Regions from separate parts of the Ovis aries genome. Here region 1 is linked to region 2. The links are chromatin contacts, called in public Hi-C maps. All regions are on one chromosome and are shown on one strand. The core of a region is the stretch at or near the end of the contact, and the rest is flanking DNA. Distances in the headings are between cores, read along the strand shown.

The links. Hi-C and Micro-C count contacts between places; a contact is called where the count stands out from the background.
Region 1: a contact with region 2 is called in a Hi-C map of hypothalamus, with 4 times the contacts expected there. The contact joins two enhancer-like sites. A contact is called at or near these places in 3 of 16 Hi-C or Micro-C datasets (blood, hypothalamus and omental adipose tissue).

What each region holds. Positions count from the first base shown.
Region 1 is chr26:6,824,893-6,828,184 of ARS-UI_Ramb_v3.0, reverse strand. No RefSeq gene overlaps it. Among named protein-coding and RNA genes, the nearest start is that of GPM6A, 15 kb to the right of the region's middle. Within about 2 kb of position 1,489, at least 15 of the 54 cell types and tissues checked have an H3K27ac peak or open chromatin away from gene starts, as enhancers often do. A contact at or near this core is called in hypothalamus, where this site is marked.
Region 2 is chr26:6,539,233-6,542,599 of ARS-UI_Ramb_v3.0, reverse strand. No RefSeq gene overlaps it. Among named protein-coding and RNA genes, the nearest start is that of DEFB108B, 43 kb to the right of the region's middle. Within about 2 kb of position 1,904, at least 12 of the 54 cell types and tissues checked have an H3K27ac peak or open chromatin away from gene starts, as enhancers often do. A contact at or near this core is called in hypothalamus, where this site is marked.

The DNA.
Region 1 (3,292 bases), core at 240-2,739, 290 kb before region 2:
CAGGAGACCTGGGTTCCATCGCGGGTCGGGAAGATCCCATGCAGAAAAGAATGGCTATCCACACCAGATTTTGTGGCTGGAAAATTCCATGGACAGAGGAGCCTGGTGGGCTACAGCCCACTGGGTTGCAGAGAGCAACTAACGCAGGTGCACGTGTGCACATACACGGTGGAGGACACACACACACGGTGGAGGACACACACACACACGGTGGAGGACACACACACACACGGTGGAGGACACACACACACGGTGGAGGACACACACACACACGGTGGAGGACACACACACACACGGTGGAGGACACACACACACGGTGGAGGACACACACACACACGGTGGAGGACACACACACACACGGTGGAGGACACACACACACACGGTGGAGGACACACACACACATATGGTGGAGGACACACACACGGTGGAGGACACACACACACACGGTGGAGGACACACACACACACGGTGGAGGACACACACACACATATGGTGGAGGACACACACACGGTGGAGGACACACACACACATGGTGGAGGACACACACACACACAGTGGAGGACACACACACACATATGGTGGAGGACACACACACGGTGGAGGACACACACACATGGTGGAGGACACACACACACACAGTGGAGGACACACACACATATGGTGGAGGACACACACACAGTGAAGGACACACACACATGGCAGAGGGCACACACACAACATGGTGGAGGACACACACACGCGCAGGACACACACACACACAGTGGAGGACACACACACGGTGGAGGACACACACACAGTGGAGGACACACACACGGTGGAGGACACACACACACACAGTGGAGGACACACACACGGTGGAGGACACACACACAGTGGAGGACACACACACGGTGGAGGACACACACACACACAGTGGAGGACACACACACACAGTGGAGGACACACACACACGGTGGAGGACACACACACTCATGTGGTGGAGGACACACACACACGGTGGAGCACACACACACGGTAGAGGGCACACACACACACACGTGGTGGAGGACACACACACGCAGAGGACAAACACACACACGCGGTGGAGGACACACACACTCATGCGGTGGAGGACACACACACACAGTGGAGGGCACACACACAACATGGAGGACACACACACACACGGAGGACAGACACACACGGTGGAGCACACACACACACACACGGTGGAGGACACACACACACACATACACACGGTGGAGCACCACCTCCTCCCCGTTTGCCCAGGACTTCCCCGGTTCCAGCACTGAAAGCTGTAGGTCCAGTGTCCTGAGAACCCCCCCGGAGTCCCAGGCAAACCAAGACGGCAGCAGAATTTATCACCAAGAGCCAGCCATGGTAACAAAGACAGCACAGCTGGTGCCACTGCTTAGCATTTCAATTATGCTTTTGGAAAACAAGAAGGAAAGGAGAAATTTAAGTCCCAATTTCAGGAAAATGGTGTTTGTGTCACATTCCACAGTGCGTTCGTGTGGTTAGGCTGACCTCTGGTGGGGATGTACTCTCAGCCACAATCACTTGAGAGGCGGATTTTTCTTTTAAGGTTTTTTATTTTATTTTCCATTCCGAATGAAATACACTTCACATAAAAGTTTCTCCTCCGACGTTAAATATACCGCCGAAGCACTCTGCACTGACGCTGCAGACTGGCTTTACGGGGCTGCGCTGTAGTCGCAGAGCGGGGAAAGGCCTGCCATTGGGCCCCTTGTTTTTCTTAGTTATCAGTAGGGAGAGCCTGCTGCTGCTGCTGCTGCTAAGTCGCTTCAGTCGTGTCTGACTCTGTGCGACCCCATAGACGGCAGCCCACCAGGCTCCCCCGTCCCTGGGATTCTCCAGGCAGGAACTGGAGTGGGTTGCCATTTCCTTCTCCAATGCATGAAAGTGAAAAGTGAAAGTGAAGTCACTCAGTCGTGTCCGACTCTTCCCGACCCCATGGACTGCAACCCACCAGGCTCCTCCATCCATGGGATTTTCCAGGCAAGAGGACTGGAGTGGGCTGCCATCGCCTTCTCCGAGGGAGAGCCTAGCAAGATCGTAAATTTAAAACTGAGTCTCTGAGTACTAGCCTTCACTCCGGGTGTGTCCTCTGCCTTTTCATACCGTTCTCCCAGATTTCTATGTGCGTTTCTCCTTTGCTTCCTTCAGATCTCTGATTAAACGATACCTCATTAGACGGTCCTTCCTGACTACATAATATAAACATCAGTTCTTTCCCGGATACTTTCCATCCTCTTTCTGCTTTAGTCCTCCTTAGACCAATCAGCCACACCTGAAATCTATTCATCTCTCTCTCTCATCTTTCTTTCTTTCTATTGATCCATCCATCACTATGCCCCCTAGAAAAAGGCAGGGTCTTTGCCTATATTGATTACTGCCATACCTATAGCATCTTGAACAGGATGTCTTGTAGGTAGCAGTAGGTGAACAACATATGTTTCTCAAATGACTGAATGAATGGTCAGTTTTTCATTAGCCTAAAGTCAGTCCTCTGAAAGACACTGAGCAGCCAAACACAAGGTATAAATCCTTGCACAGAAAAGTTTTCATTAGAAGAAGTCACGCTGTAGATTGTCTTTTCAAAAGTAAACGGCCTAGTTACCTATTTTCACAAAGTGAAAATAGGATGGTACTGGCAGCGCGTGTCACTCACAGGCGTCTGGATGCAACTTTGGGGCTATTTTTGCTTTATTAAATTGAACCAGAATTTCAAGGCAGTGAGAGATTCTTCTCTCGTTTATCTATTGATGTTAAATCAATCTTAAAACTTTCTAACACCTTAAACTATTATTAGACGTACGTATATTATGCCCTTTAAAATATGCATACCATGTATAGATTACTGTTGTTGATATTGTCTAGTTACGGCTACCTGGTGCTTATACATAAGGCCATACAGAGTAAACCATGCTGCACATCTTCAATATCAGAGAATAAGAACTATTTTTCTTGTTAATATTCTTTGATTAAATAGGAGTGTGTTAAAAATTTTTGAACTTTTAACTGAAAGTATGTCTAAGAAGATCATAATACTGATACTGCTTGAGAAAAAATGATAAAAAAGCAGTGCTTTACACTTTTTTCACTTCTTATTTTGACATAATGTCAGACCTGTAGGAAGGCTGCAAGAATATTGGAAAGGATTTCTTTTATCCAGATTCCCGTGTTAACATTTGCTACTTCTATTTTGCTGTATTGCTTTTTCCTTCTCAAATATGCTATACACACACACACCCTCTCTTGTATATATATT
Region 2 (3,367 bases), core at 655-3,154:
CAAGTCCAGAATTATTATATTCACAGTGACACTGAATGTAAAAGTACCCCAAAATTTCCATTTTCTGTTGTGCCTGTGGCATAACAAAATGTTTTTAATCATGATATACTAGGAGTTAGAATAGACTGGCAGCAGCTTGCTGGTGAGAATGGTTATATAATTTCAGCTCACTCCATAGCCCGAAGCAAGCCATTTTCTTCTAAAAACTTCAATTACTTTATCATAAAAAGTCAGCTGGTAAGATCTGATTTCACTGTGTATTAAACGTACCAATGAGGATTTTTTAGCAAGATGATTCAGCATCCTCTCCCTAATTGTGCTCTAGGAGTTTCAAGTATTAATGAATTCTGGGACATTAAGACTAAAATATGTTGTCGTTTCATTAGATGATTCATTTTAAGCTTCTTGAAACAGGGGCTGTTTTGAATACATCTTTGTATCCCCCCACGGAACCTAGCACAGTGCTTCACAGAGAGCTGGGCTGAATACACATCTGCTAAATGAAAAGATTTTTACAATCTCATTCTGTAGCTACAGTTTCTCAGAGAAAAGGGGAGACCTTGTTTTCGAATTGGGATTGAAAGAGTGACCTCACCCAAGGAACTGGGGGATAAATACGCCCAAACTGTAGCCAGTTCTCAGCAGAAAATCACTGCATAGCTAATCTTTAGGACTTTTGTTGAGTGTCAAAATTCCCTAGTCCTGTGCCCCCCTTTCTCCAAAACAGCCGCCTGCACATACATAGACTTTGTATAATATTCGTTTGTCGACTGTGAGCAGAGGACTTTGATGGGTCTCACTTGATTATATCTTTCACAGTTGAGAAACACAGAAACTTCCTGTCTCTGGCTCTCCTCTCCCCAAAGTCAGGTGCTTAGAGGAAGTGGCATAAGGGGAAAGGCAAATGGTAAATCCTTAGTTGTCATCTGCAGACTCAGAATACCTGTAGTCGAAGGAAACTTAATGATTCGGATTCTCCAACACAGCTTCTTCAAAACTCATGGTCTGGCTTAAGAGACGTGACTTGCTCTTTAAATTATTTCCCTAGGATGAATTAATTAATTCCTTACATTGATTCATTCACAAATTCACTGATTTTACCTTGCACATGTGATCAGCAAGAGACTTTTCTAGCCTTCAAGATAGTACTAGCTCTGCAAAAATGTTGAGAGATCTAAAAATAACCACACAAAAATGTAGAAAGGGCTAAATTTACAAAAGAGTGAAAACAGGAAAGAAACAATCAGATATCCTCATTTTCCCCTTGATGCAGCAGATGGAAAGCATGTGTTAAGAGCTTAAGGGGGTAAGACTGTTTGAAGTGGTTCTTTCTCATACCACGGCAATGTACATTATACACACTCACATGCACGCTGATAGTTTTACTAATAACTTTGCTTAACATATCATAGGAGAAGGAAACGGCAACTCACTCCAGTATTCTTGCCTAGAAAATCCCGTGGACAGAGGAGCCTGGTGGGCTGCTGTCCATAGGGTCGCACAGAGTCGGACACGACTGAAGCGACTTAGCATGCATGCATGCATTGGAGAAGGAAATGGCAACCCACTCCAGTGTTCTTGCCTGGAGAATCCCGTGGACAGAGGAGCCTGGTGGGCTGCTGTCTATGGGTCACACAGAGTTGGACACGACTGAAGTGACTTAGCAACATATCATAACTTTAGGACTGGAAAACAGTTATATCCAATGAATTGCTGATCTTCATCCATTTTTATCTGCGTTATTTTAAATGTTATACAATTTCTCATTCACTGTCTCTCTGGTTGGAGAAAATGGCTGAACAGAAAGTCTGTCGCAGAGAAAAATAAAAAAGGAAGCCAGAGCCTCTTTCAGAGAGTTGTCGGATGCTGACATCTGGTGGCTCTCAGAAACATCACTACAAAGCCACGTTCAACAACAGCGCACTGCTCCCCTTTACACGCCTTGCACCTCCTAGGGCCAGTGCGCGCCTGGGACACATGCACGTATCTTATTTTGATGGCCCATCATGGACCTTTATATGTTAAACTTCTGCTGATACTCAGACAGAATAAAAAGCTAAAGGGAAATGTACCATTCAGGATCAGTTTTACTCCACATTCTGCCTGAAACTGAAGAAAGCGCATCCTTTTCATTTCCTATGGAGAACATCTTTATAAATGGCCTTGCTGCTCCCTGGCTTAGACCTTTTGTAATCTGAAATAAGCCTCTTGAGAGATAAATTCTTCTGACATTTTTGAGTGCTTCCCTTAATTTTTCAGCTCTGCCTGCTTGACCACAATGGTTTATGTTTTACATGCAAAAGGGTGGACCCATAATAGTTCTCAGTACCTTTCTGCTTTGAGTATTTGGCAGAGTTTGTATTTCTAAGAATATACATTAATGTATGTGGCTAACTGGCAAAGGGCTTCCCAGGTGGCCCTAATGGTAAAGAACCCACCTCTCAATGTAGGAGAGGTAAGAGATACAAGTTCGATCCCTGGACCAGGAGGATGCTTTGGAGGAGAGCATGGCAACCCACTCCAGTATTCTTGCCTGGAGAATCGCATGGACAGAGGAGCCTGGTAGGCTACAGTTCATAGGACTGCAAAGAGTCGGACATGACTGAAGTTGACTTAGCTCGCGTTTTGTCAAACGCATTTTAACTTACTTTCTTCCTCCCTCCCTCCTTTTCTGCATGTTATAATTTTAGTTTAACAGTTCCTGCTACTACATTTCTCCAAGCCTTATGTATATTTTCCCCATTGGTCATTATACACAGTATAAACCTTATTCTAGAAAGCAGATTACACTGAGCACTTTCTTGACAATTTTTCCCCATCATGGCTTCTCTCCTTGGTCCCTCTCCAAAAGCCATCAATTTAATGAGTTTGCAAAAAGCTTCCTAAGCAAGAACTTGATCCTTTGTGGAATTTACATTCATTTTTTCCAAGTGACTGCACAGACAACATTTCTGTGACAGGAAAATGCAAAGTAATCAGCTTGGTGCTCTTATTCATGAACTCTGCCAAGTTAAGCTGTCAGAGATGTGAGAGGCGAAAAAAAGAAAATAGGGCAAACACAGACTGCAGCTCCCACGGGCAATGCAGCTTTTGGTCCCTGCTTCAGAGTGTAATGATCTGAAGGTCTGGCGTTTATGCTCACCTGGGCATCTGAAACTTACAGATCTATCAGAGAACTTGTAGGAGAGGGGAAATCTATAAATTTCTACCCTGTCTTCTCCACAAACCCACTCTGCCTCCCCAGTTGCATAACCACCACACTCAGGCACATACCTTGATGACTGGAATATTCCTAGAAAAAAACATTCCTAAACTGAATCTCAGAGACAGGACGACTTGGTAGTTTGAGCGAACTGGGGTTAGGTTT